Regions from separate parts of the Mus musculus genome. Here region 2 is linked to region 1. The links are chromatin contacts, called in public Hi-C maps. All regions are on one chromosome and are shown on one strand. The core of a region is the stretch at or near the end of the contact, and the rest is flanking DNA. Distances in the headings are between cores, read along the strand shown. Region 1 overlaps Sppl3 (signal peptide peptidase 3). Region 2 holds the start of Acads (acyl-Coenzyme A dehydrogenase, short chain).

Region 1 (7,112 bases), core at 686-3,185:
GCTTGTTAAATATCTCTGAGTGAAGCCCCAGTGGTGGATTTAGAGAGACATGTGGGGACTATGTGTGGATGTGGGGAGTGCACACGAACGCAGTTTCACAGCTCTTCTCCTGGAGCTCCCGAATGAGACTCACAGCACCCTTGAGTGTAAAATGCTCCAGCGTATGTATGGTCGGAGGCCACCTCACCGTCTGGCTGTTGACCCCTCTGTTATTCCTGACCTAGGTCTTAGACACAGCATGGTTGTCGACTGAATACAGACTCTGTGTCCTAACTGTTCAGCACATTCTGTCAGACCTAAGGCAGCCTTGGGCAAGCCCAAGCTCTCCTTGTCTACTGCACACAGTGCAGGGTTTGCAAAGCAGCCCTAGGTCTCTGCTCAGGAAAACCTTTGAATCTAAAGAGTAAGTTGAGTTCTGTTCATAGAGTGAGGATGTTTTGAGGCCAGCCTGGTCTACGAAGTAAGTTCCAGGACAGCCAGGGGTATACAGAGAAACCCTGTCTCGAAAAACCATAAATAGATAGATAGATAGATAGATAGATAGATAGATAGATAGATAGATAGATAAAAGAGTGAGGATGTAGCTGAATTTAGAACACTTGACTTGCCAACCATGTATAATACCCTGATTTTGAGGGTTTATTAAATTATTCATTTTGGCTTATGTATGTGATGCCTGTGCATGTTTGTGTGGGTGTGCATAACGGTAGCGTCCTCCTCAACAGCCCTCCAAACCTTACTTTGTGAAATGATGTCCCTCACTGAGCCTGGGGTTCACTGGGTCAAGTAGGCTGACTGACGTCAGCACTAAGGATCCTCCTGTGTGCAACCAGCACTGGGTTCTACACTGTGCCGCTGCATCTGGCTGTGCTCTGGGCCTCCTGCTTGTGTGCTGTGCTGACTGAGGCATCTTCCCTACCTTAGCTGAATACCATTCTATTCCTTTCTTACAAAAAGCACAAACCCTAAATAAAGCCTTACTAAGACATTGAGAGTGTGTTGAACAACTTCCTGCTATCGTGTCATGATAGACTCTTGTACATGGCATGAAGTGTGGTATTTGACACTAATTAGTTGACTTGAACTCCGTCCAGCTCAGCATACCACCACGGTGTCATGTAAAAGGCTGCTGACTTGATAACCTGTCTGGAATATGGCAGCATGTGTACAGCTCATCTAAAGCAGACATCAGATGGGAGGAGAGGCTGCAGTAGCTGAGTTTATGTGGTGCTCTGAAACCTATCCTTAGCACACTAGTGCATGAAAAACTGTGTGCACTGTGTTAGTCCTTCTTTAAAGATGGCGCAGTGGAGCTTGGCATGGTGGTGCACGCTTTTAATCCCAGCACTTGGGAGGCAGAGGAAGGCAGATTTCTGAGTTCAAGGCCAACCTGGGCTATAGAGTGAGTCCCAGGACAGCCAAGGCTACACAAAGAAACCCGGTCTCAAAAAAAAAAAAACAAAAAAAGAAAAAAAGAAAAAGAAAAAAAAGAAGAAGATGGCTCAGTGGGAAAGACCCCTTGCTATGAAAACAGAAGGATCTGAGTTCACATCTCCCACACACATGTAGAACTGCATGTGGCTACAGTAACACTAGGGTTAGGTGATGGAAAAATACAGATTCAGCCAGCTTAGCCCAGACAGTCTGATCCAGTAATAGATCCTGTCTCAAAAATGCCTCCACAGATGCTCACATGGGTGTATATTCCTGCATACAGCGTACACCCCCCCCCCACACACACACACACGGAGGTGGGGGAGGCCGGGAGAGCTATAGTAAATGTATTTATTCATAGAGGATAAAGGTTCTAGGGCCTCTTGCTTTGTATCATCGTCGCCGCCGCCATCATCATCATTTTGCATATTTTGTATTGTGATTACCCCTCAGTTACTTTTCCTTGTTTAGGAAGTAGGTAAAGGTCAGGCAGCTGCGGTGAGATGGTGACTCAGCAGCTCTGAGCTGCTTAGACAGCAGAGAACTTTAAGATATCAGCAGGATGGGCTTTATCCAGACTCCTCTCCTTGGCCTGTGGGTTTGGTCTTCACATGTAGATGGTGCCTTCACTGGTCCTTCTCTCCTGACCGTGCAGACGGAAGGTCCATCTGTCTCTCCCTTTCCCTTGCCCACATCTGCTTATCTATTTCCCTCAATAGCATTTTAAGCTAGGTGTGGTAGTGCACACCTTCGGTCCTAGCACTTTCAGTGCAGAGGCAGGTGTACCTGGGAGTTCAACACCAGCTTGCTAGACCAGGCTAAAGCCTGCACAGTGATACCCTAAGAGGAGTAGAAGAAAGAACTATCTTACCTATAATACCTCTTTAAAAACTGTTTGCAAATACACTTACATGTTCAGGTCCTGTGGTTAAAACTGCAGATAGGAATCTTGTGAGTATACCATTCAGTCCCACATAGGTAGAGAGTGATATTACTGTCAGAGCACAATACACTCAATGATTTTGAAGAGGGATAGGATAAAATAACAAACAAACACACAGGGTTTCTTTGCTGTCTAGCCCAGGCTGTCCTCAGACTGGCCATTTCCTGTGTCTTCATCGTGAATGCTGACTGTGTGCATCACTGGTTGCATATTCATTCCCCTCTGGAAGCTTGACCTACTGCTGCTTCTCTTGAGTCATAGTTGGTATCAGTAGAAATGAAAACATTGGTCTAGGTCTTTTTTTTAAGACAGGATCTCACCACATAACCCTGGCTGGTTCACACTTTTGATGCAAACTTGGGGAATTCTCTTGCCTCGGCCTCCAGCTGCAGGGATTTTGGATACGTGCTTGCCTCTTTCTGTTGATCATTTTTTACTTCCGTCTTGTTTATGCATTTGTATGTGAGTAATTCTGTTTGTGGCAAATGTGGAAGACCTCTTAGTAGAGTTGATTGTCTCCCTTCATATTTGTGTGGATAAGACTCATAAGCTTTTGACCTGCTAAGCGTTCTCATAGCCCACATTGCTCATTTAAACATTCATTTCAGTAACCCAAATGTGCTCTTTGTTAAGCAAATAGCCAGGGTACGGTTTGAATGGAGTGTGTAGTAATAACATCTTGATGTAAAGGCATCATATCATGTTGTAGAGCAGAAATAAGATTAAGGTGGTGAGACAGGGCTGGGGTGATGGCGGGGGGTCATCTCTGCAGACAGAATAGACTGATCAATGGCTAGCCAAGCACTGGGCTGTCTGCAGAGTTAATAAGTTACCAGGTAAGTTAGGATAAAATTCCACAATTCACAGCCATCCTGGTACCTAAGACAGAAGTCTTCCCACAAAGGCAGTATTTAAACAGCTGAAGTCTGCTGTCAGCTGTGCAAGTGTACAGGCTGTGACTAGATCCCAACCCAGGCCCAGTGATGGAACAATGTAAAGTTGGAAAATAAGACCTCCCAGCATCAGGAGGCAGAGGCAGGCAGAATTAAGGCCAGCCTGGTCTATACAGAGGAACTCTGTCTTGGGGCGGGGCATGGGAAGGTGACTGCCTCCATAGCACCTCAGCTAAGATAAAATGTGCTTGCCTTGCTTGGTCAGTTTATTTGAAAATATTCAGGCTGGCAAGATGGCTCAACAGCTAAGAGCACTGACTGCTCTTCCGAAGGTCCTGAGTTCAAATCCCAGCAACCACATGGTGGCTCACAACCACCCATGATGAGATCTGATGCCCTCTTCTGGTATATCAGAAGTCAGCTAATAATAATAAATGAATCTTTGGGCCAGAGCAAGGACTGAGCGAGTGGGACTGACCAGAGCGAGCAGAGGTTCTAAAAATTCAACCCTGACAACCACATGAAGGCTCACAATCACCTCTACAGCTACCATGTTCTCACATACATAAAATAAATAAATAATAAAAATCTTTAAAAAAAATATTCTTTAAAAAGAGTGTGTGTATGTGTGTGCGCGTGCGTGCCCTCCCGCCCGCCCGCCCGCCCGCCCACATGTCTCCAACAGAGTGGAGAAAAACAGGTCAAATCCAGAGGAGTTGTAGTTACAGGTTGTTATCAGCCACCACACACACACACTACCCCCACCCCCACAATAGACACTAGAAACTGAACACAAGAGCTTCAACTGCTAAGTCATCTCTTTGGCTTTTTGGGGGTTTCTTCCAGAGTTTCTCTGCATAGCCCTGGTTGGTTGTCTTGGAACCTAATCTTGAACTCAGATCCAACTGCCTCTGTCTCCTGAGTGCTGAAATTAAAGGCCTGTGCTAAAAGTAGAGTTTTAATAGCCCTCAGCTAATAATGACTTGGAAGAGTTAAATGCTGGCTAGCACTGACCTCAGCACCAGGCTCTTTTCCTCTACCTTCTGAGATATGTCGGCTGTGTGTAACATCCATGCCTCAAGTAAGATCAAAAGACAGCTGGCAGCTTTCCAGCCCAGAGGAAGGGTAGAAGCTAGCCCAGGCAGAGATGTGAGTAAGGGTTCTTCTAAAGTTCCCCAGCTGCCACAAGGTCAGAGAGGCAGCACGGCTGCACAGCTGTACTTACCAATATTATGTTCATTAAGTGGGTCAGAAAACTCAGGTTAGTGCATGTTTTCCTAATGCGCACCCACAGGGAAGAACCAGTCTTTGTGTTCCATTGGCTGCAACACATTCCTAAACACTCCAACCAGTCTAGACCTGTGCCATCAAATGATGAGCTCTGTCATGAGACTAATGAACACTGAGGGGACAAAGGAATGGATAATACACTGAAAATTACCACCACGCTTGTCATGGTAGAGGCTTTAGTTTGAAACTTGAATGCAGGCCTTTGGTCTCTAGGTGTTTTGTTGTTGTAGACCTAATTGGAAGTGAGAAATGACAATTTGTCCTCTAGGGCCAACTGCCAAGAGGCAGTTAAGGCAAATCCTGCCGAGCATCCTCCTCTGCCTAAAAGTAAATGTGTGACCCCAAGTGTATGCAAGCAGAGCTGGTGAGAGTTTGTTAGAATCAGACAGCTGAAGAGCCTAGGTTTGTTGATGATTATTATTACGCACATTCGCTCTCTCGCTTGCGCGCTCTCCCTCTCTCTCCCCCTCCCCTCCCTCTCATGTGTGTGTACAAGTTGGAGGAACCAGTTCTCTTACTCCACCACATAGGATCCAGGAACTAGGACTTGGCAGCAGTCTCAGCTGCTGAGTCATCTCTCTGGGCCTCTAAGATGCCTGTCATATAATCAAAGATCTTTACATTCCATGAAGCAAAAACTGTAGACAGAGAGGGAAGCAGAGCCCACAAATACAATTTTAAGAGGCAGTGTCCTTCATTCCATAATGGAGCAAAGCAAGCAGAAAGAAAATGAGCGTTATTACAATGGACGTGACTGATGTCCTTGTGTGCTTATATTGTATGTGCACCTGCGTGGACAAGCCAGAGGACTGCTGTCTTCCTAGGTCTGTATCCAGTGAACTTGAGATCCTCAATTGGGCTAGATTGGCTGACCTAAATGCTGTCCTTTCCCCAAGTACTGAAGTACAGACGTGTGCCATCATACCCTGCTCTTGGCATGGTCGCTAGGGATCCAAACTCAGGGTTGCACAGCACTGTTGACTGAGCGATCCCAACAAGCCCCACTTAACCAATCCTCTATCAGTTCAGCCTGTCATTTGTGAAGTGCCTCAACAACAAAACAGGTTCTTTATTTAACATATGTTAAGATATTTGCTAATATTGGCCATATCAGAGATATGAAACAAGTTGGAATATATAACACATGATCTGTACTCTGTTAGCTCGGACTACCATAGCAAAATATGTTGTAGTATAGATGGCTTAGACAACAGAAATTTCCTTCTCCGAGGCTAAACTCAAAAAGCAAGTGTGTGGTTGTGAAAGACCCAGGGAAGGCGCACACACCCAGTAGGACTCAGAGACTGAACTCGCTGTAAGTACACGAGGCTTTAATGGCATACAAACACACAAACAACAAAGGAGCGCTCAAGCCAGCATGCTGGGGTTGAAACTCATGCACCGTGCAGGGGGCAGAGGAGTTCGACCCCGGCCCAAACTTTTTACAGGCTTATAAAGGCATAAACCATAAACCAAAAGGGGGGAGCCGAAAGAATTTGCGCGGTTACACATGATTGGCTTATTTAAATGTCGGCGGGGTGATTACAAATTAACAGGGCAGTACGTGCCAGCTAAGGTATAGGGAGACACAAGGGCTTGGACTTCTCGAGGTCAGCAGGACACCTGGTCAATGTATGATTTATGGTGGGCTATAGGGAGGCGCCGCCCGGGAGGCGCCATCCTGCCAGATGGCCATTTGGTCCGTCCTGATAGCCCTGGCTAGTTCCTGCACTCTCTTTTTTATCTTTTATGGCAGACATTTCTTAGCTACAGGGTGGGTTTGGCTGTGCCTGGACCCGCCTGGGTCTATTCTTTAGCCATGAATTTCTTGAACTTAGATACCAAAATGCTATAAGACCCAAAATTATAAGTTTTTGCTCTTCAGTTGAACTGTTTGCTGGACTGAATGACCAACTAGTATCAGCCCCTCAGTGTGTGAGGCTCCCAGCCTTGTCCATCCCAACCCTGGACTGTTAGCCGACTTGATTTTCACTGTTCTGTACAATTTCTCTCTCACCAGTCACATGATTTGCAGGTATTTTCTTGCATCTCATGAGTGGCCTTTGTTTGTTAGTTTGTAATAACATTTTTGAAGCACGAGTGTTTTCACCTGCTTTTTGCTGTGTTTTGAGAGAAGCCGTCCCATGCACGTAAAAGATGCAAAGAGGGCTGGCAAGATGGCTCAGCGGGTAAGAGCATGGACTGCTCTTCCAAAAATCCTGAGTTCAATTCCAGCAACCACACGGTGGCTCACAACCATCCATAATGAGATCTGATGCCCTCTTCTGGAGTGTCTGAAGACAGCTACAGTGTACTTATATATAATAATAAATAAATCTTTGGGCCAGAATGAGTGGGGTTGAACGGAGTGAGCAGTCCCAACCGGAGCAAGCAAGGTCCTAAATATAATTCCCAACAACCACGTGCAGGCTCACAACCATCTGCACAGCTACTGTGTACTCACATAGAAAGAAAGAAAGAGAGAGAGAGAGAGAGAGAGAGAGAGAGAGAGAGAGAGGAAGGAAGGAAGGAAGGAAGAAGAGAAAAGAGAA
Region 2 (7,235 bases), core at 686-3,185, 50 kb after region 1:
TAAAAAGTTGGCACATCTTGGCTAGGGGCCAGATGCTGAACATTCAGAGTATGTTCTGAGCTTCCTACCAGAGGTCGTGGCGCCCCTGGCTGCCGCCTCTGGACACTGTGAGCCACTCTGAGCCACACACTCACAGTGAGGCTGCTGCACTCACCTGAGCTGTGGGGAAGAGATGCTCCCTGTCCAGCTGGGCCGCAATGGGGACCAACTCCTTCTCGGCAAAGTCACGGCATGTCTGACGCAACATCTGGTGTGTCTCAGGCAGCTCCACAGACTGGTAAACAGTGTGTAACCGTCGCCAGTCCCGAACACCGAGAGCTATCAGAGGATGATCCGAGTTAGGGAAGGACAGTGTGAAAGATCTTAAGACTCCTTTCTCTTTATGTGTCTGTGAGTCTGTGTTTATGTATGTACACATGCATGCAGGTACCCACAGAGGCCAGAGGAGGGCGTCAGATCCCCTGGACCTTACAGGGGATTAGGAGCTGCCCAACATGGGCGCTGGGATCTGAACTCAGATCTTCTGTAAGAAGAACAAACGCTGAGGTAGCCTGGAGTTCAGGCTAGCCTATGCAATAAGTCAAGATTTCATTCATCCCAGGGTCTGGAGGAATGGTTCAGCAGTTAAGAGCACTTGTTGCTCTTTCAGAGGAACCAGGCTACAGAGTGGCTAATTGTCTGTAATGAAAGGTCCAGAGGATCCAACACACTCTTCTGGCCTCTGTGGGACACGGCACACTTATGCAGGCACACATGCAGGCAAAGCACTCATACAAATAAAAATAAAAATAAACTTTTAAGAAAAAAAAAGAGCACCACTCCACCCCCCCACCCCCCACCCCCCCACCCCTGTCTCAATAGAAAAAAAAAAAAATGTATTGATACAATGTCAACAGAGTGTTACAGAAAAGCCCAGGCTAACTGAATGCTTAACTGCTCGCTAAACACTTCCTCCATATAATCCCATTTACAACACCTCGGAAATGGATTTTAAGTTTCACTGGGTCTGGGGTCTGGGAGTTCTATAAAATGTGGACAAGAACAGAACTCAGCTCCCGGCAGTGGAAAGATTAAAGAAGTACTTAATGGCTTATTTAACACTGATCTAATTGTTAATGTGACTCTGGATTAGCCAAAGGAAGCGGTGGCCATAGTGTCAGGGCTGCTGCACAGGAGAGGAAACACTATTAAAAATAAGTATGCCGGGCGTGGTGGCTCACGCCTTTAATCCCAGCACTCAGGAGGCAGAGGCAGGCGGATTTCTGGCTGGTCTACAAAGTGAGTTCCAGGACAGCCAAGGCTATACAGAGAAACCCTGTCTCGAAAAACAAAACAAAAACAAACAAACAAAAAAGTAAATGCTAACGTTAAGAAAACACGTTAGATGCCAACCACGATGCATCCTGTGATTTAATAGAGCTCTGAGGATGGAAACAGTTGACACTTGGACCACTTGATGCAGAGAGGTTGAGAGTTATGTCCAAGGTCATAGGTCGGAGTTAAATGCCAAGCCCCTCCCCCCACCCCCCGCCATGAAGGACCAACTCACCCAGAACCTCAGCTAGGACTGAAATGGCGTAAGGGGTGTGGATAGGGCCGCATAAGGGGAGCTGGCGATGAGGGACCCGCGGGAAAAGCGCCGAGCAGGAGCCCGGATCCCTCAGAGTCTGGGCCTTGCACCGGCCAGAGGCTACCAAACTAGGACAAAGGCCACGCGCAGCCACTGGGTGCTGCCCACTCGTCTGCCCGGGGCCACAGCAGGACCGGCCGCCAGGATCTCCGCCCTGTGACCCGCCCTGGGGCTCCGCACTCACCTCTACGGAGAGGGCCACGGGCCCGGGCGAGCAAGGCGGCAGCCATGGGCACAGACCTCCAGGACCTCCTGCAGCAGCTCTGGAGTTCCGGACGGCAGGGGCAGGGCCTGGGCCACGCCCACACGGCTGCAGGGGCGGGGCCGGCGCCGAGCCCGGGCCACGCCCACCGGGCCGCAGGGGCAGGCCTGAGACAGGCTCACGACCTAGGGTCCGGGCCTCACCCAGGAAGTCAACTTAATTCCAGCGACTTCTGAGCCTGAGGCAGAATTGCAGGTTCTCCCTGTATTACGGAGTAAATTCAAGCCCAGCTTGGGCAACTTTGCAGTATCTTCAAAATGAAAGTTTAAAGAGGGCGTGAGGAGGTCCTCCCTGCCTAGCAGACATAAGGCGCTGGGTTCAGTTTTAGGGAGAGAAGAGAAGAGCTAGCACCTACTCCTGCCCACCCACTTCTGCATCCTGTCAGCTGTCAGCGTAATCCCTGGCTCCCTGACCATCTTTGCTCGGCCACACAAGGCAGGCAGCTTTTGCCCTCTTGCCTGGATTTCATGCTACCATTCCTAGCCCACAGTTTTACATCCAGCCTTTTATTTTACTTATTTATTTACTATTCATCTCTCACACTAGTCTGTGGATTCCAAAAGGGCTGGAAGGGGGCTGGTGAGATGGCTCAGTGGGTAAGAGCACCCGACTGCTCTTCCGAAGGTCCAGAGTTCAAATCCCAGCAACCACATGGTGGCTCACAACCATCCGTAATGAGATCTGACTCCCTCTTCTGGAGTGTATGAAGACAGCTACAGTGTATGTACATAAAATAATAAAATAAATCTTTAAAACAAAACAAAACAAAAAACAAAAAGCCTGGAAGGCTCAGTATCTAGCCCATTGCATGGGGATGCTGGGCAGGAAGATTCCCTCCAGCCCTCAGATGTGAATGTGAAACAGAGCTACTGTCTTCTGCACCTCGTGGGGGGGGGGGGGGCAGAGCCCTGCTGGGAGTAGGGGTACTGCCCATTAACTCCAAGGGTTGAGGGTTGAGTCCTAGCACCCTCAGAACAACTTCGCTCGGTCCCAGAGACTGTCAGTGTCATTAGCTCCCTGGTTTACATGCACCCTACATATCTGCTCACTGAACTTCACAGCCCACCACTACCTAGAAAACAATACACTGAAGAGAGGGTGGTAGTTTAGACTGCAAATGATCCCATCTGTCCATTTCTTCCCCCACCCCCAAAGTCTGGAACTGCCTTTAAAGGGGGGGGGGGGCTTTCAAATAACGTGCTGACTCTTTGCCCAATCCTCTGGTCATCCATCCGTCTTCCCTACCTGGTCACCAGACAGAACCGGATGGAAGACGAAAGAGAGACACTGGAGCCTGAGAGGTGGTGCAGAGGGTAGACTTCACATGTGAGCATGACCTGAGTTGGAACCCCAGCATCCATTTGACCTGGGTGCAGGATTCCATCCGATGGGGACTGCAAAGACAAGGATTCTGGGAGCTCACTGACATCCAGTCTAAAGGGGCTGGTGAGTTCCTGCTTCAGTAAGAAAAAACTGTCTCCAAAAACGAGACAGCTGCCAGGCTCTAATGGTGACATGACTTTAATCCTAGACCTGGAGGCAGAGGCGACTGGGTCTCTGTGAGTTCCAGGCCAGCCTGGTCTACAAAGTAAGTTCCAAAATAGCCAGGGCTACACAGAGAAATCATCTCTCAAAAAAACAAAAACAAAAAAAACCCAAAACAATAGATGACCAGGCCAGGTGGTCCACAGGGCCTGGCTAGCCTGGAACTTGCCATTAAAGACTAGAGACAAGCCTTGAACTCACAGAGTTGAGTGTGGGAATTACAGGCAGGTGCCACCACTCAAACCCATGTCTTTGAAGGTTTGTTTTGGTTTGGTTTGGTTTTGGTTTTGGTTTTTTAAGGGGCCTGGAAAATGGCTCAGTGAGCAAAGGCACTTGCTGCCAAGGCCGATGACGTCAGTTCTATCTCCAGAAGCTGCCTGGGGCCATCTGCAGCCTTCGACATGGTGGCCAGCTCTGACTGGCAGTCAGGCTGCCCCTTTATTTTTATAGGTTTCACAGAACAATGACCGGCTAGCAATTACCCAAGAAGGACAGATTACGTGTTTGATTTTTTTCATTATATGTCCAGGGTTACAAGTGCAGTCACAATTAGAAAGTACAAATAGAAGGGGCTGGAGAGATGGCTCAGCGGTTAAGAGCACTGACTGCTCTTTCAGAGGTCCTGAGTTAAAAATCCCAGCAACCACGTGGGGGCTCACAACCACCCATAATGAGATCTGACACCCTCTTCTGGTGTGTCTGAAGTCAGCTACAGTGTGCTTATTTATAATAATAAATCTTTGGGCCAGAGTGAGCAGGGACTGAGCAAGCAGAGGTCCTGAATTCAATTCTCAACAACCATGAAGGCTCACAACCATCTGCACAGATAGAGTGAGTGTACTCATATGCATAAATCTTTAAAAATAAATCTAAAAAAAAAAAGCTATCTGCCCAGCTTAGGCTTGCAGCTTAAGAAAAACCCAGGATGGGTGGGTGGGTATGGGGGACTTTTGGTATAGCATTGGAAATGTAAATGAGCTAAATACCTAATAAAAAATGGAAAAAAAAAAAAAAAAAAGAAAAACCCAGGTCTCTGTGCCTTTACTCAGGCGCTAACACGGCTAGAGTGGGCACAGGAGCCCTGCAGTTATTTACTCAGGCGCTAACACGGCTAGAGTGGGCACAGGAGCCCTGCAGTTATTTGGGAGCAAAAGGGGTAAATGAATCCCACACACACCCAAAAATCTGCAATGACAATGCAAAGCCACCGCTGCCTGGCTTGTTTTTGCTTTTGGAGACAGGGTCTCACTACGTGACCTTGCCTGTCCTGGAATAGTAAACCAGGCTGGCCTCAGAGACTGGCCTGCCTCTGCCTCCCAAGCCCTAAATTAAAGGTGTGGCACCATGCTTGCTCAGCTCAGACACGTACAGATAATCGAGGTCATTTTGTTATCACACACACACACACACACACACACACACACACACGCTGGTAAGCCTGTCTTAAGGGCTGGGGCAGTGGGGCGTATGCTGTTGGGAACATCCATCCCATAAATGTTCTCCATCCATAAATGTTTAACTCTTAGTCCCTGAGGAAAACCTTCAACAGAAAAACTTAAAAAAGAAACAGGTGACTCTCAGCTGTTCCTCAGTTATAAACCAGTGACACCCAAGTCAACAAAAACAGAAATGCCACAGCCAAGCAAAGGGACTGGGACCCTGCCCACCCTCCAAGCCCTCAAAGGCCCAATCAGGAGGCAAGTCAGAGTGAACATATTGTGAAAAATCTTTATTACTGTCTCTTGTGGTAAAATAATCTTATACAAATAGAATCACCTGATTTGTTTTGGACTGAGGATTTTAAGGACAGAGATGTTTCCTATTTCTGTGAAAAATAGATTTACAGGGAAAATGGACTTTCACAACTTGAGTGACAGCATCGTAAAGGCCATGATCCCTCACGAACAAGAATGCGCCCACCTCGTCCAGACTCCCTGTGGCTATGGTGCTCTGGACATGGAATGTGGATGTTTTCAGAATCTGAGTCTATGGCTCACCCCAGACACAGCAAAATGCTGTCCCTAGGAACTGGAAATCAGATGCCCAGGGCCAGGAGAAGCTTCAGGAGGCTCATATGAGCCAGCGTTGGGCTAACCTGAGACAAGAGCTTATGTCAGCCCAAGTACTGGCCATCTTTATTCCTGTATTTACGGTTCAGAAGGGCAGCTCATCCCCAAGACATGGGGCAAGGATGGAGATGGAGCAGAACTTTGCCTCATACCAGGAAGGGTTCAGCCCAGGGTGGGGACGAGGTCCCCAGGGGCTGCCATCCTCTCAGATTACTGTTATGGGCATGGGGCATGCATGCCCGACCCCCAAGCACTGATTCCCTCTTCCACTGCATCACAGGAAGCCACTGTAGCCACTGGTGTTCCTGGACAGTTTGACTTCTGACTCGGCTTCTGCTTGTTCAGTTATTTACAAAGTATGACTTCCAGTTTACTCAAGTCAGGCACAAAAGTTGGAATTTCAAACTCTCTAGCAAACAGCAAGCTGCTTCCCTAAGCAGTCAGACACGGACCGCTGGCCCTTCAGAAGCTAAAGACTGCTCCATCCTACCAGGATGACTGAGCACCCGGCCTCAGTGTGCTCTGAGAACAGGCTGAAGGGAAAGGGGATGCAGCCCTTCTCCAGCCAGTAGTGTGGGCTCTCCAAGCAAAGCCAGCATGACAGGCAGGAGACAGCGTGCCAGAAAACAGGAGCGTCCCAGGCTGTGAGCTACTGAGCTAAGGCCACGCAGCTCTCGGAAGCACACGCTAGGCAGTATTTACTGATACACCGGGTACCAAACACCTCTCAGACTCTGGAATAGAGCAAAGACTCTGAGGCTTGTCAAGAGCATGGAAAGCTCACCAGAGGAGCCACGTGAGGAAAGGCAGAGAGACACTCATGTCTGTATGCAGGTGAGGGAGATTGGCCCCGCAGCTCCCAGCAGCACATGGGGCAGAGCCACACTTAAGGCACCTAGAGTTGGAATGGACTCCAGTTCTGAGATCCACTGGAATGGTCAGGAGGTGCCCACCATAGGGCACCTGGGCCCCCATCTATCTCAGTGGGTAAACGCAGTGCAGCATGAAGGATAACTAGGTTTCCCAGTCCCGAAGCCTCCGGAGCACAGCATCACTGCACCATCAGGTGCTGGCCCGGTACAGGGCCTGGGTCCAAACCCAGAACCACTAACACCCTAGAAGCCAACAGCGACACGGCCAAAGCACATCCTTTCTCTCAAGTACTCTGGGGCCCTGGTCTCATTACAGGTGACATTACAGGTGACATGGTGCCTCAGAGACACTTCATGCACACCCACCCTTCCAGCACTTCATTCAGTGACAAATGAACCCCAGCCACAGTGTCCTAGAGCTGCCCACAGGGACAACCTAGGGAGCCAGAGAGGTGGGAGTCAGTCAGTGGGGATCTGAGGACCCCTGAGGCGCACCTAAGGACTGCTCTGACAGGCAACCTCGGCCTATGCTGCCCTTCCCAAACACTCACACATGCAGCAGTCTGGGGCAGGACCATGTGACTTTAGCAGAAAGGCAAACAGAGAGGAAAGCACTCCTAAACATCAGACTGCTCTAGAGGCAGTCCCCACCCAGAGCCTCTCTTCCAGGGTCACTGGAAACAGAGTCAGCTCTCTCTAAAGCCCCAACTGTGCCTCTCCCATGAGCCACATTAGCCTGGGAGCCGACCAGTCCTATCACGATCTATCAGCATCCTGGGCTCTAAATACTGACGTAAAAATCCCCGAAGAAGTCTGAGAAGGAAGAGAGCAAAGCACAGGGTGCACACTAAACTCAA

What was found. A called contact is a pair of places that touch in the nucleus more often than the background predicts.
Region 2: a contact with region 1 is called in a Hi-C map of the HPC-7 cell line, with 2.5 times the contacts expected there. The contact joins the promoter of Acads here to the enhancer-like site in region 1. A contact is called at or near these places in 9 of 39 promoter capture datasets (the C10 cell line, the HPC-7 cell line, HPC-7-derived erythroid cells and 5 more), 1 of 15 datasets of contacts at CTCF or cohesin (large pre-B cells), 10 of 484 Hi-C or Micro-C datasets (ECoMG myeloid progenitors, the G1E-ER4 cell line, the HPC-7 cell line and 5 more), 6 of 115 datasets of contacts at active chromatin or transcription factors (the 230-238 cell line, the SCID.adh cell line, embryonic stem cells and 2 more) and 2 of 9 other capture datasets (adipose tissue and liver).

The regions. Positions count from the first base shown.
Region 1 is chr5:115,067,211-115,074,322 of GRCm38.p6, forward strand. The region is part of intron 2 of Sppl3 (signal peptide peptidase 3); the gene reads left to right. Among named protein-coding and RNA genes, the nearest start is that of Rpl37rt, 37 kb to the right of the region's middle. Within about 2 kb of position 1,936, at least 73 of the 459 cell types and tissues checked have an H3K27ac peak or open chromatin away from gene starts, as enhancers often do. A contact at or near this core is called in the G1E-ER4 cell line, the HPC-7 cell line, the SCID.adh cell line and 3 more, where this site is marked.
Region 2 is chr5:115,117,411-115,124,645 of GRCm38.p6, forward strand. It overlaps Acads (acyl-Coenzyme A dehydrogenase, short chain), which reads right to left and starts at 1,936. Exons shown (of 10, transcript NM_007383.3): 1 at 1,815-1,936; 2 at 155-318. The coding sequence starts at 1,860. It overlaps Unc119b (unc-119 lipid binding chaperone B), which reads right to left. Exons shown (of 5, transcript NM_175352.4): 5 at 5,156-7,235.